2 separate regions of the Muntiacus reevesi genome follow, and region 2 is linked to region 1. The links are chromatin contacts, called in public Hi-C maps. All regions are on one chromosome and are shown on one strand. The core of a region is the stretch at or near the end of the contact, and the rest is flanking DNA. Distances in the headings are between cores, read along the strand shown.

The links. Hi-C and Micro-C count contacts between places; a contact is called where the count stands out from the background.
Region 2: a contact with region 1 is called in a Hi-C map of blood, with 2.3 times the contacts expected there. The contact joins the promoter of CREG1 here to the promoter of POU2F1 in region 1. A contact is called at or near these places in 2 of 3 Hi-C or Micro-C datasets (blood and muscle).

Annotation. Positions count from the first base shown.
Region 1 is chr1:64,236,507-64,239,959 of mMunRee1.1, reverse strand. POU2F1 (POU class 2 homeobox 1) reads right to left here and starts at 1,491. Exons shown (of 16, transcript XM_065946267.1): 1 at 1,442-1,491.
Region 2 is chr1:64,551,212-64,554,558 of mMunRee1.1, reverse strand. CREG1 (cellular repressor of E1A stimulated genes 1) reads left to right here and starts at 1,585. Exons shown (of 4, transcript XM_065946295.1): 1 at 1,585-1,992. The coding sequence starts at 1,639.

The sequences.
Region 1 (3,453 bases), core at 242-2,741:
GGCCATTTCAATAATATAAACCTCCCCGAATTAGACATTATTCAAATGAGAGAGGTTCAGCTAACCAGAGCATAAGAGGACCCAGCACCCAGCAAGAGAACAGGAGCAGAGAACCAGGAAGGGGGATCCCCGCCCCTGCCCAACTCCCAACCGGTGGGGGGAAACCAAGAATATTATCAACTTGTCAGCGCAGCCGGTTCTGGGGCAAGGCAGGAGGGCAGCGCTTTCCGTCCGAGCTGCCGGGAGGCCTCCGGGCGCCGCTGCGGCCTGAGGGGGAGAGGCCCCCGAGGCCCCCGGCCCCGCGGGTCTGGGTCAAGCGCAGAGGCGGGGGGCAGACGGGGTGGGGCAGGGGACCCGGAGCTCAGACCACGCCAGGCACCTTCATTCGGCTCAACTCTCCCGAGAAACCACGGCCGCCGGGGAACAAGGGGCCTCCCCAGGACCCGCTGGGACCCCTGACCGGTGGCCTGGAGCACATGGGATGGCCTCAGAGGACCTGCTCCTCGGAGGAGAACTTTCCCCAAGGGCCGCTTTCAACCCAGTCCGCCCCCAAGGGGGCGAAGCGCCTACCGGCGCGGACTCCCCAATCCCTGCGCCCGGAGGCGCCCTCGCAGCGCCCAGGACCGCTCACCCCTACCCATCTACAGCGCAGGCCCGGCTCGGGTCAGGCCACCGTACGGGGGATGAGTGGGGCGCGGCCGGGGCGCCCGGGGCCGTGACCCGCGGGCTCGGCCCCGCTCGGACCCCGGTGCGGCGGCGCGGCGCGGGCCGGGCACTGTCCGCGGGCGCACCCGGGCCGCTCTCCGGGCCGCCCCCCGCGGCCAGCAGCGCGGGGGAGGGGTCGCCCCGGCCCGCGCCGGGGGCAGGACACGTGCGGCGGTCCGGCCGCCGGGGTCCGCTCCGGCCCCGCCGCCTCCCCGGCATTGTGCTCGCCGCCACCTCCGTCTCGCCCTCCACGCCCCCCCACGCCGCGCCCGCCCGGCCCGGGTCGCCCGCCCGCGCCCCGCCGCGCCCCGCCGGCCCAGCAGCTATGAATATGTAAAACGTCTTTATTGTCCTCTCCCTCTGCCCCGGCCCCGCGGCCCCGCCGCGGACCCGCTTGGGTAGGGGCTCGGCGGCTAGGAGGCGGAGGCGGCCGGCGGAGGAGGAGGAGGACGGTGCCGGCGGGCGGGCGAGCCCGCGGCGGGGTGGGCTCGGGGTAGGTGGAGAGCGGCAGATCGCAGCCCCCTTTGCCCCTCGTCTTCCCCCTCCGCCTGGCCGCTCCGAGGCTCTTTCCCCCTCCGCTCGGCGCCCGGCGGGGGCTCCGTGCTCCCTGGCCCCCCATCTCCCCGCCGTTAATTATAATAATCCTGAGTACTAATAAATTATGCTAAGTCGCGGGGGGGCAGCGGGAGCCGGGGTTGAGTATGAATATGAATATGTAAAATGCTGTAATGATTACCTGCTGCTGCTGCCGCCGCGGCTGAACTCTCATCTTGACTCGCTGCTCCTCCGTCCGCCATTTTGAATATTTTAACCAAAATCGCCCGGTCGATAAACCCTCCCTCGCTCCGGCTCCCCTCCCCCCGCCCGCCCTCCAGACCTCCTCCCTGCTCTCCGCCCCCTCCAGCTCCCGCCTCTCCGCGGGCGCGCGCCAGGGGGCGCGCGAGGCTGTCCCCCTGGAAGAGGCCCACCTCCACCGGGCTCTCTGCGCACGCGCTCCCTGGCAGCCGTGGCTCTTCAGTAGCTGAAGCGCCCTCAACCTGCGAGTCACTCCTTCGCTTCATCTTTTCCCGTCTGGGCTCTGCACATGCGCGAATTTCCCCACGCGCCTAAAAGGCGGTCTGCGCTTGCGCCATTTTCCCTGGCTCCGTCCTGATGTGTGAAGTGTAGTACGGAGCGCGATTGTGGTATCTTAATATCCTCCCTTCTCTTCCCGCTTTACTCTCCTCCCGATTTTACTCTGGCTTCCCCCAGTGGCATGCTACAAGAAGGACAGGGGGCCCAATGGCCAAAAGGGGAGAGACGCGCGAAGTGTCGGTGGGCGGACTGGCCCGCGCCCTCTTCGCTGCGCACTTTTTAAGGCTTTCCGCGCTTTTTAAACACCGACAACAAAAGACGGGCCGCTCCCCTGCTAGGTAATTTCCGGCCCTGTGGGCAGGTAGGGGCGGAAACCAGCGGCGGGGAACCGGGCTGGAGGCACCTGCTGGGCCTGGCGCGGGCCTCCCGCTTTAAGTTTGAATCGGAATTAGTCCCCGCCCTCAACCTTGCCAATGCTGGAGACCTGACCCGGGCCGATGCGAGGGGGAGTGTCCTGTGATTCTTTTAGTTACCCCCGATCTTCTGCTCTACTTGTTTCCAACACCCGGCTGGCTTGCACGTTATCTGGGAGTTTTATTAAGTCGCCAATTCCCGCCCCTACCCTTTCAGGTGCCTTGATCGCCGCGCACCGGATGAAAGCAAATAGCCGACCTCTGGTCTACAGATAGACATAATTCCCTTCCTTTCGGTTAGGAACATCTTTTGAAACCTAGCGTAAACTGAAAACCCACGACCTAGTAAATAAAAAAATGTCGAAATCAGCGGTAGCTTCATCAAGAATTTTACTTTGTCGCTTCTCAAGGTAAATATGAGAAGTAGGCGTTTTCCGATGTAGATATCTTTGCTTGTAACTAGTCATAATGTTCTAAGATTTCTTTATCTAAATTTAATAGATTTTCCTGAACAAGACCCGGCTCTAATTATTTTACGAATTTTTAAGCCCTGTGATTTTTCCTTTTTTTTTTTTTTTAAGAGGAGTGTACTGTATTTGATGATTACCAAATAAAAGTTTTTTTTTTTTTTTAATCAGTTTTAGGTAGTCTTGAGGAGAAAAAAATGTAAGATTTAAATTGAGAAGGATTACAAATTCTGGTCTTCCCAGGTGGCTCAGGTGAAGAATCCGCTGGCCAGTGCAGGAACTGAAGGAGACTGGGGCTCCATCTCTGGGTGGTGAAGATACCCCTGAGGAGGAAATGGCATCGGCATTCCTGCCGGGATAAGCCCATGGACAGAGGAGCCAGTTAGGCTGCAGTCCAGGGAGTCGAAAAGAGTAAGACACGACTGAGCACGCAGGCACAATTTCTGCACTGAGGAAAAAAACTGATCACTAGGAGATAGCCAGCCATTGTTTAATAGCTGAAGTTTTAATCATTGTTCTTAGCCTGCTCATTGAATTTCTTACACTGTGCAAGTACAGTTAAAGCTATTGTCAATGTCAGCCAATGAATTCCAGGTGGTATTGATTTATTCATGGCAGTTAAGGCCTAGGGTGTATGCATGACTCTAAGCCAAATAATTGGGCTACCCTATAATCTAATTATTTCAGACAATGGCCAACCAACACACAGTTAAACAAATGCAAAGTTTAATCATGTTACAATTAATCTGTAAATATAGCATATTCACCAGCATTGCTATTAATAGAAAGTCTCA
Region 2 (3,347 bases), core at 336-2,835, 310 kb before region 1:
GCTGAGATTAGAACTTCAAATTTGAAACCCACATGTTCTTTCCTTAAGAGTAACAGATGAAATATTTGTAATTGGAAGACACTCAATCGAGTTGCATTAAATATTTTCTTGAAAATGATAAACCTGATCTTCCTCCTCTTAAATTTCTCCCATTTCGTTTTCTATTTAGCTTGAAGTTCTCCCTAATCCGGCTGTTAAAAAGGAAAACAACTTGACTAAACTGTTCACCCCCGTATTTGAACGAGCAAGCAGTCTGTGTAACACCCTTTGGCCACCAGAGGGAACTGAAGGCTGCTACTCAGAGTAAATTTCCTTTCTGCACCCAAGTTCTGAGTAGCCTAAAATCTCTGCGGCTGAATATGGGGAGGCGGAGTTGGAAGCAGGAAGCGGAGACAGGGCTTCGTCTCACATACCCGTGACTCTCACCTGCTCACTTGACCAGCCCAGGGCAGCTGAGGGAACTTACCTCACCTTTGTTGAGCATCTCAGCCTCAGAGGCCAGATTTACAAGGCTTACGAATTGACAGGGTCAGTGACAAACTCCTGTGGCAACACTACCACGCGGCATATATAACGATGAAAATTTGGGTTTGAGGCAGTGCCAAGGAGATGAGGACTCACTCTGGGGATATGTGACTTTAGTTTACAGTTATAAAGAAGGCAGATCAGGTGTTAATGAGGTTACTTATTAATTCCCAAGAGTATCAGAAATAGGAATCACCCTAGAATAGATTGTAGGAGGAGTAAAAAGGAAATGCCACTTACCTGGGGTGAGGGTCAGCAAGGACAAGGCATTGATGAAACCACTGCCCCCGAGCCTGATGAGTTAGGTCCACAACTGGCTCCTATGCTAAACTGCTTCAGTTGTGTCCGACTCTTTGCAACCCTATGGGCGGTAGCCCACCAGGCTCCTCTGTCCATGGGATTCTCCAGGCGCGAATACTGGATTAAGTTGCCATTTCCTTCTCCAGGGTATCCTTCCAACCAGGGAGGAACCAGCATCTCTTATGTTTCACACATTGGCAGGTGGGTTCTTTACCACTAGCGCCATCTGGGAAGCCACAACTGACTTTGATGAATTCAAATTCGTGCATGGAACCCTGACAATACCAAAGTGTCTCTGTCTGAGAGTCTCCAACGCCAGGAGTAGTTTACAAAAGTAGTCTAAATTGGGGGCTTCTGTCCTTCTCACTAGGACCTTTTGCTGCTCTTCAAAGCCTACAGTGAAGTGAACGGAAAGGAGGAGCATAAGTAGAATGCGCAGCAATTCGTCTCAGATATCAGGTAGTCATAACCAAAGGTATTAAAGGAAGGCGTACATGTGAAAAGGCTGGTCCTTTCCTAGTAGTATGACTTAGGCAAGCTGCTTAATTTCTCTCAGCCTCCTTTTCATCAGGCATCAAAAAAACAAACACCCATTCAGGACATTTCCCAGTCCTGACCGCCGCGGGGCGGAGCGACAGGGAGGTGGCTAACCAGTCAGTCCCAGCGAGTGGAGGAGCCGGTCGAGGGACACGCCCCTCCGCCCTCCGCCCGCGTACTCCGATTGGTCCTCTTCGGAGGGGGCGGGGCCCGACTCGGGGCTCTCCTTGGTCCGGGTCGGCCGCCGCGTCCAGAACTCTCGCCGGGGTCACCATCATGGCGGGTTGTGCCTGCGGGTTCGTGCGCGCAGTGCTCGCCTTCCTGCTGGCGCCCGCGCTGGTGACTCTGCTGGTGGCACCGGCGCGAGGCCGGGGCGGCCGGGGCCATGGGGACTGGGGCGCCGCCGAGCTGCTGCCGCCGCTGCCGCCCCGGGAGAATGCGGCCCTCGTGGCCCGCTTCGTGACAAACGTCTGTGACTGGGGCGCACTGGCCACCATCTCCACGCAGGAGGGGGTGCGCGGCAGGCCCTTCGCCGACGTCTTATCGCTCAGCGACGGGCCCCCGGGCAAGGGCAGCGGCGTGCCCTACTTCTACCTGAGCCCGCTGCAGCAATCGGTGGTCAACGTGCAGGTGAGCCGGCGGGGCAGTGTGGCTCCGCGGGGCTGGAGCGCGCGCGAGCCTTTCGACTACCGCTTAAATTCCGCCTGGAAAGGAGAGCCGGCCTCATAGAGATGAGTTTGAACCCAGCCCAAACCTCTGGATCTTCTCTCCTGCGCTGGATAGGCGTGCATTACAGCTTTCCAATTGTTGGGCAACTAAATACCAAGAATTGCCCACACGTCCTTGCCACCGTGCCACGCACTTGGGGTGTATTCTTTACCAGCACCTGGAGGACTTCTCACCTGAGTCGTCTTGGGGCAGGGTGTCTCATTAACTGGGCTCTTATTGTTAGAAGTTATAGGCCTCAGGTGCACGCCACCCTCCCACGTAGGGAGCAGACCGGATTGGAGAACTAGGCCCTCACCCTTTATCCACCTTTTGGGGCAGAGCCAAGTTAACACCTCTCAGGTGGATTTCTGATGCTTCGAGTGGTATCACAACCTGGAAGACTAGAGCTATGCTGAGTACAGGGATGGAGCAAGATTTGGGGAAGTTTCCTTTTGACAAAAGATCCCTAGACTTGAGGTTAACATTGTTTATGGATTATATTGAAAGAAACTTGTATTTGATGAGGTACTTGCTGTGTGCCAGGATGACCTTTCCCTTCATCTTCCCCTCATCCTATCTTTTAATCACTCTTTGAGGTGACTGTTACCACTCTGGTTCTGCAGATAAAGAACTTGCCCTAAGCCCAGTGGCCGCACTGGAATTTCATGCCAGATCTATTGCCTTCAAAACGCAGGTCACGAACTGGTGGTTCATGAACTGAGTATGTCCCACAGATAGGTTTTCTTTGGCTCACGCAGAGTTCTGTTTTGTTTTTAATAAATTTGAATTAGTTACCAACATTCAAAAATGGAGCTTGCAATTAGAAGCCTGAATTTCTAACTTGTTGAAAAAGGGGAAGATCTATGACACTGGGAGCCTGCATTCTCTGAGCTAACCCTCCTTTAGTTAAGGTATATACATCCCTGCTCCCCCATTTTCTTATTCCCAGTCACCCACTCCACTCCCTTAGACATTTGCTCAGAGCAAGTTCATTTCTGTTTCATCAGTGATGGTCCATCTTGGCTGCAAATACAGTCACCTGGGAAGGTTTTTAAAGTGCAATTCCAAAGCATTTTAAAAAACACATTTTATTATAAAATAACCCCCCAAATCCCTCCTGATGCTTCTAATGTTGGGAAGGGGTGAGAACCACTGCTATACAGTATTATATTTAAACTTTTGCTGATATTATCTTCCTCATTTTAGGAATGAGTAAACTCACACTCAGAGGTGCAGACTCAATTGTGACTAGTCAGCTAATGGCTGTCAGGTGGAAC